Linked DNA regions of Zea mays: region 1 is linked to region 2. The links are chromatin contacts, called in public Hi-C maps. All regions are on one chromosome and are shown on one strand. The core of a region is the stretch at or near the end of the contact, and the rest is flanking DNA. Distances in the headings are between cores, read along the strand shown. Region 1 holds the start of IDP351 (Seh1-like protein). Region 2 holds the start of LOC100217230.

The links. Hi-C and Micro-C count contacts between places; a contact is called where the count stands out from the background.
Region 1: a Hi-C map of ear shows a contact between it and region 2, with 1.6 times the contacts expected there. The contact joins the promoter of IDP351 here to the promoter of LOC100217230 in region 2. A contact is called at or near these places in 2 of 25 Hi-C or Micro-C datasets (ear and leaf).

What each region holds. Positions count from the first base shown.
Region 1 is chr3:223,531,006-223,537,639 of Zm-B73-REFERENCE-NAM-5.0, forward strand. It overlaps IDP351 (Seh1-like protein), which reads left to right and starts at 1,644. Exons shown (of 8, transcript NM_001157175.2): 1 at 1,644-2,041; 2 at 2,860-2,971. The coding sequence starts at 1,898.
Region 2 is chr3:223,360,814-223,367,165 of Zm-B73-REFERENCE-NAM-5.0, forward strand. LOC100217230 reads right to left here and starts at 3,560. Exons shown (of 3, transcript NM_001359565.1): 1 at 3,268-3,560; 2 at 1,546-1,613; 3 at 1-532. The coding sequence starts at 269.

The sequences.
Region 1 (6,634 bases), core at 394-2,893, 170 kb after region 2:
CCCCCTCCCACCCTTTTTCTTCTTTGTTATATGTGTACAATTCTCTTTTTGGTAATAAATCTCTGTTGTAGGAGTTTCCCCGTCAAAAACATGGATATGGTTAGGTGACACAAGCTACGGTGACCATGGCACAACTACAATATGCGAGGTTGTTGCTGGCGGTTCTAATGCCAATTGGATTTTACTCCATAAGTGCACAAAGACCGATTATAGCCATTCACCGTGAGTATTTCAGGTATCATATTTTCTACAGTGAAGCTTATAGGCTAGAGGCAAACTAACCAACTGAAACTTAAATTGAACTGTAAAGTTGGTAAATATACTCACTAGTAATTAAACGAGGGTGAATGTAATTCAAACTAGGTGTATGCAGAAGAAATAGAAAGGGACCATATGGTTGCCTAGGCGGACAACTAGGCGCAAAGAGCCAAAATTATACCTTTACTATGCTGTAAAGGATTATTCGTGATTTGCTTATTGATGATCAATTACAAGAAAGAACTTGCTTCGAGCGAAATTCCGTAGATTTCAAGGTTCCTAGGGGCGGATAGGTGGAACACCGAAGGGAAGCCAGCTATCAATTACATGCCTATTTGACAACGAGGTCGTGATACATAGACCACACTCTCAGTGTCACACATAGGGGCTACCAACCATAGCTGCATGGATAGGATGATACATTATGACAGTGTTCAAGTGGAGCTTAAACATTGAAACTCCTCCTGGATCAGAGGGTCAGAGGTAACTAGCATAGTAACCATGACTAGGTGTGGCTTATAACATCAACAAGCCAGATAAGACTTGATAATCAACAATCTAACACAATGCTAAGCCTTAGTTAAAGTGCTCCTATACTACCTCAACAATAACCAAGAAATAAAGGTAAAATAAAGTAATATTTGAATGTAATACTTAAAGTAAAACAAAGGTAGTGCTCACACTAGAACACAAGATAACTAGATTTCATTTAATAGTCATTGGTAAAAAAAAAAGATATATCTAAAGACCCCAAGAGAAATTTAGAACTTCCGAGACAAAGCTCGGACTCAACTCTAACTTCTAAGAACTATCTACACTACCTGGAAAGTAGGAATTGAAAAACATAGGAATAGAAAAAAATGTAGGAACAATATAGGAATGCATGTGTAAAACAGAGGAATGAAAAAATAATTTTGAGTGGAAGGTTGTTTAGTTGGGGCAAAGGATTGGAAAAAAAAGATATGACTGGATGCTTGTTTTCATGCATTTTGCATACGAAACAATGACAAATGATTCTTTCCTCTAAATTTCCTAAGGCTCAACCCTACAAACCAAAGGATGCTACAATAGTAATTTCTATGAAAATCAGAATCCTATTTTTCCTATAAAATTATTTTGATCCAAAGGAGCCTTGAAATAAAGAGAGGAAGTTTTCTAGAATCTATCTACTTTCAACTTTCTTATCCACAACTGAACACCCTCTCAGGATGAAAAAAAATTATGGGCATGTTTGGTTTCCTGCCTAACTTGCCATAATTTGCCTAACTTTTTCTGCCTAAGGTTAGTTCTTCAATTCGGACGACTAAACTTAGGTAAAGTGTGGCACAGTTAGCCACGAACCAAACAGGCCCATATATATATATCTCCTCATCTCATAGCATGGCTTGTTTGGTTTGAAGCCGGCCAAAGTTGCCTGGCCTGGCACAGATCTCAGGCGTTGGACTTTGAGTGCTTGGGCTAGGATTCCTTGCCAAACAGACCTGAGTGCATGACAGCGACAGCCTTCTGGGCTCACTCGCACGGTCGCACCCGAAACGCCGCAAATCCGGGCCCGCAGCCCGACCCAACTCAACTCAGGCAGACACTCGCCGCCGCCACGACGTCACTAGTAGAGCCGTAGAGGGCAAGAGGCGACGGAATGACGGAGCGGCAGGTGGCGGAGCTGGGTCCCGGGACGGCGTGCTGCGGCTGGAACCACTGTGGCCGCCGCCTCGCCGCTGGCGCCGTCGATGGCTCCGTCTCCGTCTATGACTCCCAGCCGCCACCCTCGTTCAAGTGGCAGGTCAGTTCCGCGTCGCTCCTCCGTGTCTCTCCCCTACCCCCTCCCCCCCGGCTGAAGACGACTTGCCCCGTTCTCAGTAGCTTTCGCTCGAGTTCATCTGCCCCCAGCGCATGCACAGTGCCTTCTGTTGCCCCGTGTGTGTTTAGAGCTTGTTGCTGCCTAGTATTACATTCTAGTACTTGCGTACGATGATGGGCAGGACTGTCATGGGCACATTGCGTGGGGGCGAATTACCAAATTCACTCTCTAGATTTCACAAATATTGTTCTTTCAGCAAAGCGTTTTCTGAGTGCGGAGGGAATCTGTCCATTGAGAGAATTTGAGTATCGTGAAGATTATATGCGGAGAAAGATAAATAAGTTCATAGGGTTTAGCATGTAGAAAGTGATGGATTCCTACTATCACAACGAATCAGCCGATTCTGTATTCACGTTGATTTTAGACGATTTTGACTGAAGTGATTTTCATATAAACGGGCTAAAAAACTAGGTGTTTGGCAGTCTACAGCAGCTTCTCGTGGCCAGAAGCTAAAAAAAGATGAAACAAACAGGGCCATAGACTAGTAAGTGTCCTTAAGTAGCAGTGCCGTGGGATGGTAATAATTCTCTCATGGCAATAATTCGAGTTCCTGACATTGAATTTGTGCTTGCTCTGAAAATTATGATGGATATGCAGCCTTGTGGGCATTGCACACAAGACTACTTGAAAACTGTTATCCAAAATCGGTTCCTTCTATGTTTACTGTGTTAATCTCAGTTGTTCTTTTGATTGTACAAACTGGTGTATTCTGGTGTATAACCTGGTTGGTGTTGGATCAGGCCCATGAGCAAGCCATTGTGAATGTCGTCTGGCTTCCTCCAGAGTATGGGGATGCTATAGCTTGTGTTTGTGCTGATGGGACACTGTCTTTGTGGGAGGAGGTTGCTGCTGGTCAGTTATTTCTATGCCTTTTAGGTTTGGTTTATGATGTTCTGTATCTGCAATTATCTTGTACTTTCATTTCACATGCTTTTGCTAGTTTTTATGTATTGGAATACTAAACAGTACCTTATGTTCATGTCAGAGAGCTTTGCGTTTTTTTGGTGGTGTGTATTAATATATTCAACAGTACCTTGTGTGCATTGACTCAGAAAAAATGTGAATCACTTAGCAATCTTTTAAATTTCTCTTTTTTCTTGCTGGTCTGGTGGTTACCTGGAGAACTCATTTTGACCACGAAAGCACCTTTTACCATGGAATATTTGGATATATAGACTAATTAACAACCTCTCTTGTAGAATGAATAACAAGAGTACAAGACTATTTTACTAGGATAGGATTGGACGATATACTGAACCTGACCTTTACTTCAAGTCCTGTCTGTATCTTGTGTTTCTCTAAATTGTACTACCTCTGTTCTCGAATATTTGTCGTCCGCTAGTTTATGTTGAACTAAACCGCGACAAATAAAAAAGAACGGAGGGAGTAATTTAGTTCTGCGATATTTGAACAAACCACCAACAGATATTTCTGTCCTTGTCTTTTAGTCACTCACTTTCAAGTTTTTTCTAAAGCTAAAAAATATGAGGCTTTATCATCCTTTGCTTGCACAAGTGCCTTTATGAGAAGTCAGTGTCACAGTCCTTCCCGGGAAGGCTGTCTAGGAGGCTGCTTTTGCTCCTGCCAGTGACGGCTAGGGCAGGGGGGAAGCGGTGCTGCTGCTTTGGAGACGCAGGGGCTAGGGTTTGAGCGGCAGCGTGGGCAGGACGACAGCACGTGCCTACGTGCGGTGTGGGAGGTGGCAGTGGCTAGAGAGGAGACCAAGGTTGAGAAGAGAGAGAGAGAGAGGTAGGGGAGAGTTGATGCTCTGTCTCTGCTTAAGATTGAAAGGTTACATCGCTCCTATATTTAGTCCCTAGAGGACTCGTACTCAAAGCAAATTAGAGGAGTCTTTATAGATTTGGATTTCTCCTTTCCTAGCAAACCAATCCTATTTCCTACACAAAACACAATCTTATTTCCTACACAAAACTCTATTCTATATACCTACTTTTATCCAAACTTCAAATATATTCCAGATTCTCCTAGCCGTAGGGGAATCGAGGAGCAGCAGTGGGTGGGCGCGCTACAGTACCTATGACACCACAGTGCCCACACGTATTGTTCATGCCGGGCCCTTTTGGCCTGTTTTAGGCCTAACATTGTCATGGTCCGCCACGGCTATGTAGGTCTGTGACATATCTCCCCCCTTCTCCGCACAACGCGTGCTCACACAATATTGTTTTTGAGTCGTTAATGTCGTCCAGGGGAAAAGCTCCTCCAAAGGCATCGCCTCGATGCTAATGATGAGATGGCCCAATGTGATCTCCACATAGATGATACCATTGCAAGTGCGGTTGATGATGAACTCGAAGTAGTGCTGGAGGTTGCCTATGTGGCTGGAGACGAGGAGTAGATGAGCCTTGTCTAGCATCCAACTGCGTCGTGTTTTGTTGAAGGTTAGGTGGATAGGATGTTGTAGCAGGTCGATGTAGACGTGTGGTTTGCTGTTGTCTGATGTTGGGGCAAACTCATTTTGGTAGATTGCCAATTTTTCCTTGGCATCGCTGGCGGAGCAAGGGGTGCCATCTCCCGGTGGTAACGTCTGCATAGATCGTGGGGGTATATCGTTGCGATGTGGACTCCTGATGTTAATGGCCTTGTGTGCCATGGATGCTATTGTTGACCTAATGTAGACGATGGTGTGGTTGCTCGGTCTAGAGCTCATCTCCATAGCACTCAATTTCCATTAGTTTGGTTCAAATGTGACCAACCATAAAGTGTTGAAGTAGACATCTGGGTCGTGCCTTGGGGCCACCAAAAAGGGCTTAGTCTCATGTCTCCACACCAATGTGAATGTGTAAGCAGGTGTCATAGTAGGTGATTGTCATTGGAATTAGTGGAGGTATTGCTGATGATGCGACCTTTGGCGATGCTTCCCAATTGGGTGAAGGTTGTGTTGATGATGTTATGTATGTCGATGTTGATGAGGTAGTGGTCATATGGTGCTGGTGGAGATGCAACACCATGTTGCTCAAGTGGTATTAATGAGGGAGCGTAGGATGCTAGCGTCAATCCAGGTTAGTTGCATAGGCCAAGGGGGTTTATTGAAGCTTTGTACCTGTAGCCCGTTGCTTGGTTTCATGTAGTATGGTAGTTTCCCAATGTTGTAGGTTGACAGTGAGATGTATGGAAATCCAAACTTCATGCTCATGAATGGAGATGGTGTTGCCGACGAGGATGGTGGCATTAGGCATGATTGTGGTGGTATAGTGGGTACCCATAGATGCATTTTGTTGGACACATATTGCTTCAATGGTTCTTTGTCCTGTACCGGATCAATAATGACCTCCAGTGTTGCGGCACTGTTGGTGGGAAGGCAAGTGGCCCATGGTCATTGTTGATGGTGACAGTGTCATGTTTGCTCTCCTCCACAGGGGTGATCCTGTTGTTAGCCTTGCGTTGGAGGATCAAGTAAGATGTTGTTGCATATGATGTTGGTGTGGTTGTAACTGTTGTCAGTGTGGGCGACAAGGAGATTCCATCCGAAGGCAGTTTTGGATCTGCTATCGGCTGAGGAAGCGTTACAGGTAGCGTTGTTATAGGTGTTACCTCCGGCTTAGGCTTGATCATGAACAGGTTGTTTCACCCTACACGATCTCGAGAACTAACGACTTGGGGCCCTCCATCTTCTCCTCGACGAAAGCACGCCCTGCCTTCTCCATAACGTGCGTGGTTTCCTTGATGAGTTCCTTGGTGGTGATCGCACGATCCCACTTCGCCTTGGCTGTAGCTGCGAAGTTGGTATCCTGCTTCATAGTTTTCAGATCGCCTGATCGCTTGATCGATCCCACTGGGCGATCAGGCGATTAGTCGCGATTAGGCGTCGATCAGGGCGATTAGTCGCCCCTGATCGATCCTAATCGCCCCCTGGTCGTCCTGTGTATTCTAGGACATATATATAGATATATAGTCACATATAACACTATATAGATATATACTTATATAGTATAGAGACTTGCAGCAGTATAAATACTTAAATAGTCCATAACAACACAGGAATATCAATATTCAATTTCAATACTTGGAAGTCCAAAACAGCAATACATCCAGCTTACTAGACCAGCACAACAACAAGTTTATTCAATACTTGAATAGTCCACTCCATACTCCAAAACAGCACAACAGCAACAAGTTTATACAAGACTATGAAACCGCAAGTTTACAACTTACTAGACCAGTAGAGTAGAGAACAAAGAGGAGTGAAGAACATACAAAAGCAGCACGACGTCCATACCTTCAGAAGAGCTGCTCATCTCCGGAGTGCTACTGTTGTTGACAGATAGGCGACGGGAGAAGAGTGAAGAACAGGAGAAGAGAATGGAGGACTGGAGGTAGAAGATAGGCTGCTCAGCTGCTGTTAATGACAGATAAGTTGCCGTCCTTTGGACTGGGCGACCTTTGGTCTACCCAGGCCGCATCTGAAGAGACTGGCTGACTAGGCGTCTTTTGGACTCCCCAGACAGCATTTAAGCCTAAAATGGCTTTTGGACTGCCAGTCTGCCACAACGCTTA
Region 2 (6,352 bases), core at 2,310-4,809:
CAAGCAGTGCCAGAACTTAGCTTGCTGTTATAAGATGAACTTGGTGAGCAGCCTAGACCCAAAGTGAGTAAAGGGTTTCCACCTTTTGCTCCAGACATGGCACCTTGCTTCCTTTTTGACGCTTTTGAGTTGGAAATAGAAAAGGTGGAATATGCCTCTGGTGTACTATCTTTGTGCACAGTAGTGTCTTGAGTTGTGCTCCAATAGCAATATGGCTTCGGAGAGTTGATACCACCACCAAACTCAAGGCCTTGAGTAGTTGTATCCATTCCAATTATGAAACATCAAATGCAAACCAACTAGAAAACGAAAAGAAACAATTGTCTGCCTTCTGGATATCATAACTCTGTTATATATACTGGGTTAGAAATTCAGGACTCATAGCAACCTCCACTGACGAAACCAGCTATATCATCACGATCCATGTCTCTCCACTTTCTGTGTATGGAAGGATATAATAAAGTAGTGAACTTGGCCTCGGGTTTTAGGTGCAAAGTTTCAGTTGTGGCACTCAAACCATATAAGGTCTAATCTGCTGGTCAAGCAAAATTCAGTCAGTCACAATTACTATGATCATGAAACAAGAGGACTAGAAAGAGGTCTCCAACTAGCCAGTTAACATCATAGAATAAAATAATAAAGGTAAACGAGACCAGCACCCAAACAGTGCAAGAATCTAGTAAAATTTAAAATTGTGGGTCTCTGTCAAGATTGATATATCCTAGAATGATACCTCACAATTATAGTTCAATAAGCAGTCATATACTCAAATCTACTGCCCACTAAAATCCAAACATAGACCTTACCTATATAGAACCTTTGGAATTTTCTAAAAACATAGTAAACCTTTGATTATTAAAAAAACAAAAACTAAAAAAGGTAGACCAGCCTAGGAGGAAGAGGAACTGGGTCGTTATATAAGACAATAGGTACCCAAATTAATCTGGCCTAAGTGTCCAGCCGCACCCTCAACCAAGTGATCTATACTCTAGCTTCCTCCCAAAAACAAAACTAGTGCTAATAAACATAAGAGTATGCTCCATATCATGATAAACCCAGTGGGCCTGATCAGCTGTGCATATTCTGTTGTAGCTGCAGTTGCTGCTGCTACACGCATGCAGTGCACTCCACAGGGACAAACAGTTTGGTTCTCTGCTCCAACAGCTACAGGTGCAGCCAATCAGGATGAATAGATTTGGACATTGCAGCCTGTATGGTTAACTCTAACGGTCATATTGCCAAAATATTATACATCAGTGTAATGGAAGCATTTTTCTAACAACTTTGCAAGTATAACGGTACCACTTTCGTGCAACGCTTGTAGATGAACAAGTAAAATTCAAGTTTGTAGCTATATTCTAGGTTAAGGACAAGGGTCTTGGGCTCTTGGCAAACACCACCTTTTTTTGTCTGAGGGAAATTTTAGCCCATACTTCAGGTTCATGTATAATAAGAAATAATACACCTAATAATGAGCAGTGGTAAAACATATAGGCTATTAATTAGGACTAAGTAATTAAAGGTATCAAAGATTATGAATGATACCAAATAAAGCAGAGCCCTCTACAGGTTCGAGAAGGAAGAAAATCCAGTATCAAGTTATCAACAATGTCCTGCAGAAACAGAGTCCGATTATCAGATAGAGAATTGGATTATATTAAGCACTGCAAAAAGCATAGCAGTCTTTATAAGATTCCAATTATCAGATAGAGAATTAAATCATATTAAGCATCAAACTTTTCTCAATCATGTATTAGTAGTAAACAAAAAGTGTCAAATTGGCTAACTTACTAGCCTTGTGAGTTGTGACACACAGCATAGAGGAAATAGCCCAACACAGAAGAAAATATGTAAGCTAATAAACTTTGAATACCAACCACAGCTAAGCACTAGAATACCAGACCCATTTTGTTCTACTTGATCAACTTTTTTTTATTTTCAATCTGATACATACATTAAGTTCTTTTCCACTCAAGTACCCTTGTTTCTACAGAAACAGAAAAATATGCCCTCGAAACAATTTAACACACTACACCTTAGCATTATATGCTGCTAGCTTGGGTATGATTATATGTTCCTCTTGTGTCTAGAACATTTTGTTGGTTAAAATATATGATACATGACAAGTTGCAAAAAAATGGCATCGCAAAGACTATATATCAAACTCGCTAAAGAAAACTAAGAATTGCGTAATAATTCAGACGATGTCAATTAATCAGGTACTAACCAGTGGATTATCCACGAAAATTAAGCAACTCCGCTAAACTTCCTAGCTTAAAAAACATACTCTAGACTGTAGTAGCACAAGATAAATACAGATTTACAGTAAGATTTATGAGAAAAACAGTACTGAACGTATATGCCCATTTGACTAAAATATCAGATTTCCAGTAAAAATGGAATGTACAGATACAAAATGCTCACGTTGTTATCCAATCTAGGCCTGGCCAGCAGGAGTACCGGCCGATAGTATTGTCACTGTGCTACGGCAGAAATATAACATTACGTAAAGCAAATTAGTAACCGAGCGAACGAGGAACACTCGACAAAATGACGGAGTAAAAACCTGAAAAGGCATTAAGATCGCCGTTCGAAAAATAAGGGTCCTCAAAACCGTTCGAAAAAAGAGGCCCTCGAATTTCATCAACCAGTTAACAAATGCGACCAAGCGAAGAGAGACGAATGTGACGTAAAACGGTAAAAGCCGACGAAATCAAATGGGTTAACGCGTCCGTCCTGTACCGGAGCAAGCAATCTGTAAACTAATCGACGACTAGAAAAGGAGCAGGCCAACAGATTGGATCGTGAGACCTCGTGTCGCCAAATTGGCCACCCAGAACAGACTTTACACAGAAGGGGCAATAAATAAGATCGCGTCACGCGGCAGGGAGGAGGTGGCATGCTAGAATAGAATCCCACCTTTTTATTGTATGGCCAATCGAACCAAGAAGAGTTGTACGAGTTCGTCCATCACAGATCACACGATGAAAAGGCTGAAAACAAAAGGCTCACCTCGCCCTTGCGGCGAGGAACAGACGGCGAGCGAAAGTAATTCCACGAATCAAACAAGAACCGGAAGAAAGGATCCCAAACGAAACGAGCTATGCACGCACGCACGCACGCACGCAGAGTCGAGGCCAGGCACAACCGACCGCAAACTCCTAAACCGCGCCGACCCAGCACCTCAACGGCGACCCAGAGAAGACACGCGTCAACAGCGCTGACAGGGCACGAACAACACGAGAGGGAATTGGACAGCCGACGCACCTGGACGACGACGAGAGAAGAGAGCTGCCCCTGCCCCTAGCCCCCCGGCACGATCCAAGTCGAGCGCCGACCGAGTCGCTAGGGTTTTTTTAGGCCGTTGCGCGCGAGAGAGGGTAGAGGAGATGAGAGACCCGTCGCCGCCGCGAACAGCGCCCACGGGCCACGGCTTTGTGGTAGGAGAGACGGCAGGGGAGGAGCGGTGGGAAGCGGAGCGCAGAGCAGAGGAGGAAACCAGAGAGAGAACGCAAGCGATGTGCTAAAAAAAGGAGATGGGGGGCAGCAAAATCGCTGAGGCCACCACCACACGCGGACACACCGCCCGCCGCTGCCCACCTAGTACACTTTTATCGGTAGTGTAGGACGCTGGACGCCAAAGGGGGGGAAAAGGCGATGTATCTGCACACTGCACATGCATCGGGTTGCCACCTGTCGTCCAGATGCAACCGTCGATCGTCTGTATACTGACATTAACCTGGATGGATTTAGTATATAATGCATCAATTTAATACCTGTAAAATTTATCCAACTAAATCATCTACACACTCATAATATTAACTAAATTTATCTACCAAACAAATTACAACAATATTTAATACACCATAAAAAACAACGGTGGCTAACTCCCTCTCCCTTACTCAAATCCAACGACAATATTATTTGTATCATGTCTCACCTCTCTCTTGATCCCGCCACCTCGAGCGTCTCCCTTCCCCTCCCCTCACTCGCGTCGCGGCGCTACTGTCATCATTAAACTCACCCTTCTCCGGGATCATAACGTTAGCATGTGCTATATGGTAGTATATAATTTGTAAGCCAATTGAAAGTTAAAATGGAGGAGAGAAACGAGCTATAAATTTACAGCTAGCTTAAACATAAATACCAAAATATTCTGCAAGACAGACAAATGAGGCATACATTAATAGTGAAGAGCTAACTACTACACATATAGACTAAGAGGTGGCTATAAAGATCCTTACAACCCACAGTTGTCCGTATTTCGAACCTCGCTCTGACAATTACGCATCCTGGGCTCCGGAGAGTGTGCACGTTGGGCAAGATTTATACTGGTTCGAGTAGAACATTCCTACTTCCAGACATCGATAGCTTACGCTATCGGCACCATTGACGATGAAAACTTGTAGTAGGGGTTTACAAGCGGGCGAGAGAGGGAGGAGAGGCTCCCAAGTCTCATTATCTAGGTGGATGTGAAGTTTAGAAGCTACATAATGGAGTCCTAACTAAGTCTTGGTTTGGTGGCGGAGCTCCGGTCTCTTGGTCCTCGTCGGCGCTCCTCCTTCTCCTGTTCGTATGGGGTTCGTCCTTATGGGTGCGTGTCCGGGTGAGCTCGGCTCTATCTGAAAATGTCATCTGGCTACCTTTGGAAGCGTCACCTTGCCTAGAGGCCAACCCTCCGTTTTATAGGCGTTTTATAGGCAGTGAGAGGGGTCGGTCGGCGGTGGCTTCCTTGCGAAGGAGTCATAAGGCAATGTTAGATCTAATGTTCTACCTAGGGTAAAGCCACATGTACTCGTGGTGCCCGGGATCGCCTAGCTAGTCTCGTATTTACCGTAGCGGATGGCGCGGGGCTGCGAGGGTCCCAAGCGCCATCATTTAGGCTACGTCGACCCCTGGCCTTTGTAGCCTGAGGCTCGGCGCGACCCGTCGTGTTGCGCCCTGCTAGAGGTCTACGCACTTTGGCCTAGTCCAATAGGCCATGAGTGCACCATAGGCCGAGGGGCGCGCGAATCATAAATGTGCCACAGTCCGGGGGGCTCAAAGGTCATGAGCGCTATGCGGTCCGAGGGGTTCGTAGGTCATGAGTGTGAAGCGAACCGAGGCCCGTGTTGTGGTTCGGTGCTAGACGTGGTTAATGCAGGCGGTTATTTACTGTAGGTTAGTCTGGGTCCGGACATGGGATCCACTTGAGTGGTTCCCTTCCGCCACGCCCGACCCCAGGCTCGGTGCTGCGAGGTTCGACTGAGGGACGAGTTCTTTCAGGATTGGCGCATCCACCTCTTTCAACTTACCAATGGGCCCTAGCGACCAGGGGCTCTGTCCTCAGAGCATGCTCTGACTGATTGTTCCCAGGGACCAAGGATCATTTCCCCAACAACAGCCGACTATATTATTAACTTTGCTCTTAGTAATAATATACAGGGACACAACTATAGAGGTGGTTCTTAGAGCATCTCCACCTCTAGAAATTGACTCCTAAAACCCAGCTTTTAGGGGCATCTAAAAATCACTGCGATACATTTAAACCCTTTCTCCAACATTTCCCTTAAAAGTAGATCAAAAATATTTTAAACTAGGTCACGTTAGTTTTTGGCCCTTGTTGATATTTTTCATGGTGTGTTTTCTTCTCTATAACCAAAATAGACATGAAAGGGCTTCTATGTTAGTGGTTAAGGGCTTTCGAGTAGCATCTCCAAGTATCGAGTTTGTTTCTCCTTGCAATCGATTTTTTCGGTCTGGTTAAAAAAAATTCCCTCGTTGTGTGCCTCATCCGCTCTTGGGTTGCGATGTCTTGTGCGCCACCCTCCAATTGGGCGTTACAAAATGGACCGTTGATGTCATCCCGTTAGTGATGAAAATCTAAGGTTCACAGATTTTCAAGTTTTTTTACAAAGTATATCAATGAAAAGATCTCACATATTACATGGATGCATATAAAAAACAAAATGATGAGCATGTCCTCTATCTGATTTTTTTCCAACTCTAAAGCCATGAGAGTTTTATTTGCATTTAATAACTTATATATATTTCTTCTGACATGACGATGTTTTACGAAGAGAGAAAAAATAAGTTTCGTGAAAATAAGACTCTCTCGGCACAATTATCAACTCTACGAGTCACAGAATTAAATGTATGTAAAGTCATGGAATAAAAGCTTTGCATCAAGAATAGATGTTTCATTCACATTTTATTTTATTCTATGTAACAAACTATCTTACAAATAATACCATGAAACTGTCACTGGGACTGGCCTACCTAACTATAACCTCGTATTTCAAAATGTCAATTCAGCATGCATGATTGCATATTCGTTCCTACATTCTGCCCACCCGATTTTCTGCTTTATATT